Linked DNA regions of Sus scrofa: regions 1 and 3 are each linked to region 2. Evidence: chromatin contacts called from public HiChIP or PLAC-seq data. All regions are on one chromosome and are shown on one strand. Each heading gives the region's core, a stretch centred on a gene start, on an enhancer-like site or on the middle of the called end of the contact. The rest is flanking DNA. Distances are from core to core; before and after follow the strand shown.

Region 1 (3,528 bases), core at 691-3,190, 260 kb before region 2:
CTCTCCATTTGTACTATGCAACAGGCAGGTGTGGACCCATCACTCCCCCTCACAGACCAGGAGTGCATGTTTGTTTACCTCTTTCTCAGTTCCTTGTGCAATTCCTGGCCCCAGGATTGGTCTGCTGCCTCATTTCTCCTTCCTTTGCTCTGACCTATGTTTCTGCAGCAGCAGAACCATCAGTGTCAGTGGCTGGGTCACCTCCTGCTCCCTCTCCTTCTCTCCTCTTCCTCACCTCTCCCAGAGGGGGATCAGCATAGGCTTCTTAAGAATCCTAGCCCACACCTGTAGCTAGAGTGACATGTCAAAGCAGAGGTCACAAATTCAGCAAGGGATCAGGCAAATAGCACAACTTGACATTTCTGGCTAGGTGTCAGTACCAGGGAGACATAAGGCCTGCAGTAAACAGGGACAGCCAGGCTCCTTCTAAAGTGGCTCCAGCTAATTGTTGCTGTGGAGAAGGTGGGCTAGATGTCATTCTTTTGATTTTTAAAATTTTTTTTTAATTTATTTTATTTTTTATTTATTTATTTTTGTCTTTTTAGGGCCGCACCCGCAGCATAGGGAAATTCCCAGGCTAGGGGTCTAATTGGAGCTGTAGCTGCCGTCCTATGCCAGAGCCACAGCAACTCGGGATCCAAGCCACATCTTCGACCTACACCACAGTTCATGGCAACGCAGGATCCTTAACCCATATGAGCAAGGCCAGAGATCAAACCCACAACCTCATGGTTCCTAGTCGGATTCGTTAACCATTGAGCCACGATGGGAACTCCTGATATATATATATATATATATATATATATTTTTTTTTTTTTGATAGAGAGCAGGAACCTTGATTTTATTTTATAAATTTATATTGATGAAAAAATTTTGCTTGTTCTGGCAGTAAACAAACGATGTTGCAGCCATCAAGCCATCACATTACAGCCACCCAGAGCAGTGCACCCTGAGGAGACTCGGGATGAGAAAGCCCAGGATACTGGTCCCAGATAGCTGAAGTACATATCACAGGAATGATTTCAGTGAGCTTGGACTCTTGCATCTTCCCGTACATAGAAAAGTGCTAATAAATTACTTGACTTGAGATATCTGGTTTTCTTTCATTAACAGTAATTTTTTTGATGTTCTGATGTGGTCTTTGTTGCAAAAGCTCCTATATATCCTGGTTCCTCCCATACGTCTTTGGAGCAGTCCCTTAGAGTGCTCTGAGAGACTCTGGGCATCAGTTCTTAATTTTGTCCACCAAATAGAACATAATTCTCAATTTTTAGGTTGTGCACTTTTTTCAGTTGACAGTTCCTACCTACCTAATTCAAAATTTTAGCACAGCACAACATTGTAAATCAACTATACTTTAATTTTAAAAAATAAAATTTTCTTTTTTTCCTATAGTGCCCACCAAATAAAACCCAGGCACAGAGAGGCCAGATAGGTCAGCCACATTTATTATCACTTATAAAATTAAATACCTATGCCAGGAGTTCCTGTCGTGGCGCAGTCGTTAACGAATCCGACTAGGAACCATGAGGTTGAGGGTTTGATCCCTGCCCTTGCTCAGTGGGTTAACGATCTGGCGTTGCCCTGAGCTGTGGTGTAGGTCGCAGACGCGGCTAGGATCCCCCATTGCTGTGGCTCTGGTGTAGGCTGGCAGCTGCAGCTCTGACTAGACCCCTAGCCTGGGAACCTCCATATGCCACGGGAGCGGCCCAAAGAAATAGCAAAAAAAACCAAAAAAACAAAAAAAACAAACCTATGCCAAATCCACTTAGCTAGCTGAAGCAAGCAGGGAGCGCCCTGACACGTGGTTTGCCCTGACCTCACTGAACTCCAGATAGTATGAGGAAATACGTTGTTTTCACAGGCTATTTTTGCAGCCTGATATGCCCTTACCACCCTCTTCCATCTGGTAAACTCCAAAAGTCTCTGGATGACTCATCTCCACCCTCACCTCCCTTGAAAGCCTGGGCTGACCACGCACCCAGACCAGCCTCCCGGTGTTTACCACTTCCTGCTCATTGCTCCTTATTCTCTGTTACAGCCCTTATCACACTGTTTTATAAGTTTACCTGCCATCTACCCCTAGACAGCACACGTCTTGAAATCTAGGATTCTATCTTGTTAGTTCTGTGCTCCCAGCTCCTTGGCACTTAGCTGACACAGTGCTTATGTAATGAAGGAGTAAACAACACATATCAGTAAGGAGACCCATGTCAGGAAGCTGCTGGATATAGTTCCAAGGTGGTATTTGTGACAATGAGTGTATCATTTTAAGAGTTTAGGAGTGGGGTGGGGCTGGGGGGGAAACTGCTCAGCCGGATTTTGCCAAAGAATTTGCATTTGAACTGGGAAACAGATTCTCCTGGGGCAGGGGGAGGAGCAAAAGAAGAACGAAATGAAAATGAAGGCTGAAAGGACAGAAAGACCTGGTGGGCTCAGATGGTGAGGATGGCAGGGAAGCAAGTGAAAGGCAGTGACTGAAATGGAGGGCTCTTACAGGAGGACCGTGGGGGGAGGGCAGTGTAGAGGTGACCCGACGTCGTGGCATGTTCAGGAAGTGCTTCCAACCCCCTGATGACGGCCACCGCCCCAGGGAAGGGTTTTTTTTTTTCCTTCCACTGGTGGTAGAAGCGCCCTTGCAGGTTCGTGGATGCGCCACCGTGAGGCCTGAGCGCGCAGCTACACCTGAGTGGCTTTTACCGCCACCGAGAGAAAACCACTGCAACTTAAGTGGTATTTACATATACACAGATTTCTCCTTACAGCAGCTGAAGTCAAGCAAAAGTAAGACCACACCACTCATCTCGCAATCAGTCACTCCCTTTCTGAGGCTGCCTTGTCTCCTGTTTTTCTCCTAAGTAGTCTGTATATGCTTTAGGGGCAGAGGTTTATTCATTTTTGCTTCTCCACAGGGCCTTACGCTCTGAAGATGTTAAAAAACAACAACAAAACAAACTCTGGGAGTTCCTGTCATGGCGTAGTGGAAACGAATCTGACTAGGAACCATGAGGTTGCGCTTCAATCCTTAGCCTCGTTCAGTGGGTTGAGGATCTGGCATTGCTGTGAGCTGTGGTGTAGGTCGCAGTCTTGGCTCTGAACCTGCGTTGCTGTGGCTCTGGCGGTGGCGTAGGCCAGCAGCTGTAGCTCCTATCGGACCCCTAGCCTGGAAACCTCCATATGCCTTGGGTGTGGCCCTAAAAAGCAAAAAATAAATTAAAATATATTAAAAATTAAAAAAATCTGTTCAGTGCATTTGTATGAAGATGATGTCTCATAGTAAGTTTGTTTAAAGTTCTAAAAACAAGTGGAATAAGCCAGGCACCAAAGGACAAAGTTTGTGTGAGATTCCCCTGGTGTGAGGTACCTAGAACGCTCAAACTCAAAAGGGCAAAGTAGAATAGTGGTTACTAGGGGTTGAGGGGAAAGTGGGATGGGCAATTTTTGTTTAATCGGTAGAGAGTTTCTGTTTGGAATGATGTCTTTTTGGAATTTTTTTTTTTTTTTTGACCCATGCTTGTGGCATGTGGA
Region 2 (3,436 bases), core at 515-3,014:
CATGCCAATCTATGCATAATAGGGATTCCAGAAGGTGATGAAAAAGAAAGGAGGATTGAAAATATATTTGAAAAAGTTATCGCTAAATACCCCCCAAACCTGAAGAAGGAAGTAGGTATTCAGATACAGGAAGCACAGAGGATTCCCAACAAGATGAACTCAAACAGACTTACATCAAAACATTGTATAATAAAAATGGCAAGGAGTTCTCATTGTGGCTCAGCAGTAATGAACCGGAACAGGATCCATGAGGATGCAGGTTTGATCCCTGGCCCTGTTTAGTGGGTTATGATCTGGCTTTGGCACAAGCTGCAATGTAGGTTACACATGTGGCTTGGATCTGGTGTTGCTGTGGCTATGGCATAGGCTGGCAGCTGTGGCTCTGATTCAACCCTTAGCCTGGGAAATTCCATGTGCCACAGGTGCAGTCATTAAAAAAAAAAATCACATAATATAATAAAAATGGCAAAAATTATTCTAAAGGCAACAAGAGGAAAAACAAAGAGTTAATTACAAGGGAAACCCTCCTCCCCCCATAAGGCCATCAGCTAATATCTCTACAGAAATGCTGCAGGCCAGAGGGGAATAGCAAAATATATTCAAAGTCTTGAAACGGAAAAATCTTCAACCTAGACTTCTCCACACAGCAAGATTATCATTTAGGATAGGAGGAGAAATAAATAATTTCTCAGTCAAGCAAAAACTAAAAGAATACAGCAATGCTAAACCTATCCTAAAAGAAATAATGAAAGGTCTTCTCTAGATAGAAAAGAAGCAAGAAGATACGGGAAGGAGGAAATCATAATTGGAAAGTCAATCACTTAAATTAGCCAGTATACGGATCACAAACAAACAACAAACAAACCAAAAAACCTATCTGTGAAAGTATTGATAAACACAAGGAAGCGCAAAAGGATAAAGATGTAAAAGGGTCGTAAAGTTCATGAAGTGTGGGAAAGGAGAGGAAGAAAATGTATTATTATTTTTTTTTCAAAGTCTGAGGATGGAAAGGAACAATTAAAGAAACTTATGGAGTTAATACAATTTCTTTCTTTCTTTTTTTTTTTTGTCTTTTTGCCATTTCTTGGGCCGCTCCTGCAGCATATGGAGGTTCCCAGGCTAGGGGTCGAATCAGAGCTGTAGCCACCGGCCTACGCCAGAGCCACAGCAATGCGGGATCCGAGCCGCGTCTGCAACCTACACCACAGCTCACGGCAACGCCGGATCGTTAACCCACTGAGCAAGGGCAGGGATCGAACCCGCAACCTCGTGGTTCCTAGTCGGATTCGTTAACCACTGCACTACGACGGGAACTCTGAAAATGTATTATTTTTCCCCCCAGAATATGTTTAAGCCTGGATGACTATCGGTCTAAAGTAAGCAGATAAAGGAAGGGGTTAATAGACTTGAAAGGGCAAACACAAGTCAAAAACATAAAACAGATTCACAAAAACCAAAAAGAAGAGAACAAAAGCATAAAAGAAAAGGAAGACTTCAAACCACAAAAAGAAAAAGGAACAAAGATGAAACACAGAATCAACTGAAAAACAAGGTTTAAAATGGCAATAAATACATATGTATCAGAGTTCCCATCGTGGCACAGCAGAAATGAATCTGACTAGGAACCATGAGGTTGCCGGTTCAATCCCTGTCCTTGCTCAGTGGGTTAAGGATCCGGCATTGTGGTGAGCTGTGGTGTAGGTTGCAGACGAGGCTCGGATATGACGTTGCTGTGACTGTGGCATAGGCCAGTGCCTACAGCTCTGAATTGACCCCTAGCCTGAAAACCTCCAAATGCCATGGGTGTGGCTCTAAAAAGACCACAAAGAAAAAAAAAGAGAAAAAGAATGAAATGATGTCATTTGTAGCAACATGAATGCAACTAGAGATGATCACACTAAGTCACGAAGACAAATACCATACGATATAACTTATTTGTGGAATCTAAAATATGGTATAAATGAACCTATCTACAAAACAGAAATAGACTCACAGAGAGAACAGACTTGGGTTGCCAATGTGGAGGGGGGAAGGACAGGAATGGGGAGGGAATGTGGGGTTAGTAGACACAAACTATTACATTTAGAATGGATAGACAAGGTCCTACTCTATAGGACAGGGAACTATATCCAGTTTCTTGGGGTAGGCCATGATGGAAGATTATATAAGAAAGGAAATATTTTATGACTGAGTCACTTTGCTGTACAGCAGAAAATAATACAACATTGCAAGTCAACTATACTTTAAAAAAATCATGATACGGAAAAAAAAAAAAAAAAAAGAAACTGACGTCCAGAGTGGTTTTAAACTCCTTTATCTAAGGTCACTCCTTAGGGCTGAAGTCAGAACTAGAGAACTGGGTGGGTCATGTGAGAGATCCAAATTCTGGTGCAAATTCAAGTGAAAGCTGTGCACCTCATACAGGTTGCTCAGTATCATCTTTGAACCTAAGTTTCTCTCTCTCTCTCTCTCTCTCTCTCTCTCTCTCTCTCTCTTTTGCTTTTTAAGGCTGTACTTGCAGCATAGGGACCCAGGCTAGGGGTCAAATCGGAGCAGCAGCTGCCAGCCTACACCACAGCCATAGCAATGAGGGAACCGAGCGGCGTGTGCAACCTACACCACAGCTCATGGCAAAGCCAGATCCTTAACCCACTGAGTGGGGCCAAGGATTGAATCCACATCCTCATGGATACTAGTCGGGTTTGTAACCTGCTGAGCCATGACATGAACTCCTGATCCTAAATTTCTTAATTGTAAAAAAGATGGAATGAACTAGATCGGCATCTTCAAATCTTTGTGTTCACATAAAACTTACCTGATGTGATGATAATAAATGCCGAGTTTCAAGCTTTAAAAAAATGGCTACGAGCAGGCCTGAGGCCAGGGCTCAGGAGAGTCAGCCAAGGTCTAACAGAAAATTGAGTCTGAGAGAAGGAGACAGCCTGGTTCCCAGGTAGTTAAGGGGACAGTACTGTGTGATCAAGGCTGAAAACTCAAGAATACCAGCATAGCTCTGAGCCTTGAGTAGCTTGACAGGAGGTAGAAGATGTCTGAGATTAATTTAGGGAACATATTCAACTAATATTCAATGTATTTAAATGCACTGAAGAGTGGTGAATGACTGCCTAGGACTTCATAGTTTATACGGTATTGTCCTTGATAATTGTCCTCAACAATCCTCCAGGATAGTGTTTTCACATATCCAATTGCAGCATCACTTTCAATGTCAGAGCCAGAGAAGTGAGGCAGAATGATGCTGTCATCCCCCCTCCATCCATCAGCTTGGATAGCAAAGGTCACCTCTCATCTTTGGTCCTGACTGAATGTTGGCACAGCCTTCCTCTCTCCAGCCTTCCTGCTGCTGATGGTCCTGTAACCATATTTCCCTCTGTCAGCCTTGTGTGGAACTGGAAAACCCTTTCCCCCAAAGGGCCTG
Region 3 (3,174 bases), core at 540-3,039, 350 kb before region 2:
CTCGGAGTCGGTAAAGAAGTTGTAAAGAAGGACGTCATCAAATTCTAAGCCTTTTGCTTCATAAACTGTGAGCACAAGTGCTAACCCTAGCTCTTCTGGAATTTTCTCCTTCGCCATTTCATTGGCTACAAGGATTACCTGGGAGAAAAAGGCAGGGAGTGGGGGGTGGATAGAAAAGAAATAGCATCAAATTGTACAAAGAAAAGTCTAGTAAAGCTGAGTCTGTTGCTATGGGAGGCAGATAATGTCTATGGCTGGTGTGGACTTGGTTAGCCAAGCTTGGTGGGAATATTAAGAACAATTAATCACTCTCCCATCTCTGACACTTCCTCATTCTGGACAGGGGCTACTGAATTCTACCTTGTGGAAGAACTCAGCTTCTCAAACCTTTTTTCAATTGCAAACTGCCTTTTATTTTGAAACATAACAATCTCAAGAAACTCACCTGGTGGGCTCCAAATTCAATAGGCTGGGTTTTCCTTTTGTTCCCTCGAAGCAATATTGCCAAGTCACTTACACTACAGGACTCCAGGACAATTGGTCTGGGACCATCAAAGAGGCCAGAATCCCTTGGAAGGCGATCAAAAGATTCTGGGAAATAGTACTGAAGTAAATCAACCACTCCAGACGCCAGACTGAGGATTCCTGAGATAAAGCAAAAAGCAAGTAAGATATTGTAGAACATGCCAACATGGCTGGGGTTTTTTGTTTTTGTTTTCTTATTTTGGTTTTGTTTTTTTTCTGAGAAGCAGTCTTGATCCTGAGAGTACACATAATTGCAGCCAATTTCCAGGTCTGATTAGATAGATTAGATTAGATTAGATTAGATTAAATACAGGCTCTCAGCTGTATTACTCTGGGTATAGCAGACAAAGGTAGTAGAGATGTGTCTGCTGTCCTAAATAGGCTTTGTGGAATTTCATTCCTGGATGACCTCATGAAGAAGAGTCAAGGCAGAAATGTAATCTAAACATTCAGAGCTGGAGTTCCTGCTGTGGCACAGTGGGTTAGGAAACTGACTGCAGTGGCTTGGGTTGTGGCTGCAAGTTGGATTTGATCCCTGGCCTGGGAATTTACATATGCTGCAGGTGTGGCCATTAAAAAAAATGAAAAACAATAACACTTAGAGCTGTTAGAATGCTAATACAAGGGGCTAATAAACACATTAAAAAAACAAGAATAATCCTGTTTCCTGTCCTTAGCACTGAAAGCATTAGAGACAACGTCACATGGTAAGAGCTGGATGTTAGCTGGGGCAGCAACCTTGGCTTCCATAGACCTTTTCCACTAGATTACCCTTTATTGGCTGTGGCTGAGCAGAAGCTTGATGTGCAATCTCAGTTTCCAGGCCAGAGACTGAACCCGACTAGTGGAAAAAGCACTGAGTCCTAACCACTAGGCTACCAGGGAATTCCCTCCACCAGGTGAGAGAGGACTACACTAAGAAAAATTGTCATGGCTGGACAAAAGATGTCCAAAGAGCTTTCTCCCTGTGTCCCATTTTTGCCTAAGTGCTGAAGATTGACAGTGAACAATGACAGTGATGCTGACTATACAACAGGTACCTTCATAAAAATTACCCTGTTTAATCCTCATATCAGCCCACTTTTACAGAGACTATAAGGCTTGAGAAGTCAGTAAATGCCCCCAAGTGTCAGGATTTGAAGCTGGACTGAATAAGTGTCATCCTGGGTCTCCCACAATTCTTAGGGGCTGCGTGCCCTTTGTCCAACACCAGATAGAATTCTGTGTAATGGGTATATGTGTCATCATTGCTATTACCAAATAGTAAAGGGAAGTTTTATTATCCAATGCTGCTATTACTAAAAGTAAGCAATGTAGAGAAATCACAGGACAAGTGGAAACTGCTGAATCTAACCAAATCCACTGTAACTGTAGCTCAGAGATATTCTTTAATGAGAGGATCAGAAAAAGGCATGAAAGTGTTCACTGCAGGGAAAAACTTAATTTATTTAAATGCCCTTCTAGGGAACTAAACACAAATTTTTTATATAAATACACTCAAAGAACAAAAGACGGTTCAGCCATAAATAACAATGAAGTACTGATACATGCTACAATATGGAAGAAGTTTGAAAACATCATGCTAAACAAAAGAAGCCAAACACAAAAAGTCACATATTATGTGATTCCATTCATATGAAGTGTCTGGAATAGGCAGATCCATGGAGACAGAAAGTAGACTGGTATAGTTCACAGGGCTGGAATTGGGGACAAGCTGTGACTGCTAATGGTTATGTGGTTTCTTTTAGGGGTAATAAAAATGTCCTGGAATTAGATGGTGGTAATGGTTGCCCAACCTTATGAATATATTAAAAACCACTAAACCGCAAATTTTTAAACAGATGATTGTTATGCCATATGAATCTCAATTTCAGAAAGAATAAAAGATGTAGGGAAATAGTCACTAAACATATACTCAATGCATAATCAATCAATAAATGTGTGTGAGAGTTCTCTTATGGTATAGCAGGTTAAGAATCGGGTGTTGTCACTGCTATAGTGCAGGCTCAATCCCTGGCCTGGGACTTTCACAGGCCACAGGCGTGGCCAAAATATTAAATTTTTAAAAAATTTTTAGAAATGTGTGTGATAAATGCGTATATGTATATGGAAAGCAGAGATCAGAAGGAATGAAACATAATGTGAGTAGTGAGCAGCCTTACAGACGGATTGGATTATTTTTAGTGTTTTATGTGTTTTTTTCTTTCTTTTTTCTTTTTTTCTTTTTTGTCTTTTTAGGGCCACACTCATGGCATACAGAGGTTCCCAGGCTAGGGGTTAAATCAGAGCTGTCGCGGCTGGCCTACAACCCAGTCACAGCAACTTGGGATCCAAGCCACGTCTGCGACCTACACCACAGCTCATGGCAACACCGGGTCCTTAACCTACTGAGAAAGGCCAAGGATCAAACCTGCATCCTCATGGATGCTGGTCAGATTTGTTTCCTCTGAGCCACGACAGCAACTTCTATGTGTTTTCTAAAGTCTCTCAAATCTAATACATACTAGTGGGGTTGGAGTTCCCATGATGATGCAGTGGAAACGAATCCGACTAGGAACCATGACGTTGCGGGTTTGATCCCTGGCCTCGCTCAGTGGGTTAAGGATCCGCATTGCCATGAGCTGTGGTATAGGCAGCAGACACGGCTTG

Evidence for each region. HiChIP or PLAC-seq counts read pairs in DNA pulled down with a chosen protein or histone mark.
Region 1: an H3K27ac HiChIP or PLAC-seq map of alveolar macrophages shows a contact between it and region 2. The contact joins two enhancer-like sites. A contact is called at or near these places in 1 of 47 Hi-C or Micro-C datasets (embryonic fibroblasts) and 1 of 2 datasets of contacts at active chromatin or transcription factors (alveolar macrophages).
Region 3: an H3K27ac HiChIP or PLAC-seq map of alveolar macrophages shows a contact between it and region 2. The contact joins two enhancer-like sites. A contact is called at or near these places in 1 of 47 Hi-C or Micro-C datasets (embryonic fibroblasts) and 1 of 2 datasets of contacts at active chromatin or transcription factors (alveolar macrophages).

The regions. Positions count from the first base shown.
Region 1 is chr13:21,898,038-21,901,565 of Sscrofa11.1, reverse strand. No RefSeq gene overlaps it. Among named protein-coding and RNA genes, the nearest start is that of TRANK1, 14 kb to the left of the region's middle. Within about 2 kb of position 1,940, at least 57 of the 83 cell types and tissues checked have an H3K27ac peak or open chromatin away from gene starts, as enhancers often do. A contact at or near this core is called in alveolar macrophages, where this site is marked.
Region 2 is chr13:21,638,244-21,641,679 of Sscrofa11.1, reverse strand. It overlaps LOC100737115. Among named protein-coding and RNA genes, the nearest start is that of LRRFIP2, 27 kb to the left of the region's middle. Within about 2 kb of position 1,764, at least 1 of the 83 cell types and tissues checked has an H3K27ac peak or open chromatin away from gene starts, as enhancers often do. A contact at or near this core is called in alveolar macrophages, where this site is marked.
Region 3 is chr13:21,990,751-21,993,924 of Sscrofa11.1, reverse strand. TRANK1 (TPR and ankyrin repeat-containing protein 1) reads right to left here. Exons shown (of 26, transcript XM_021071655.1): 16 at 446-645; 17 at 1-138. Among named protein-coding and RNA genes, the nearest start is that of DCLK3, 48 kb to the left of the region's middle. Within about 2 kb of position 1,789, at least 3 of the 83 cell types and tissues checked have an H3K27ac peak or open chromatin away from gene starts, as enhancers often do. A contact at or near this core is called in alveolar macrophages, where this site is marked.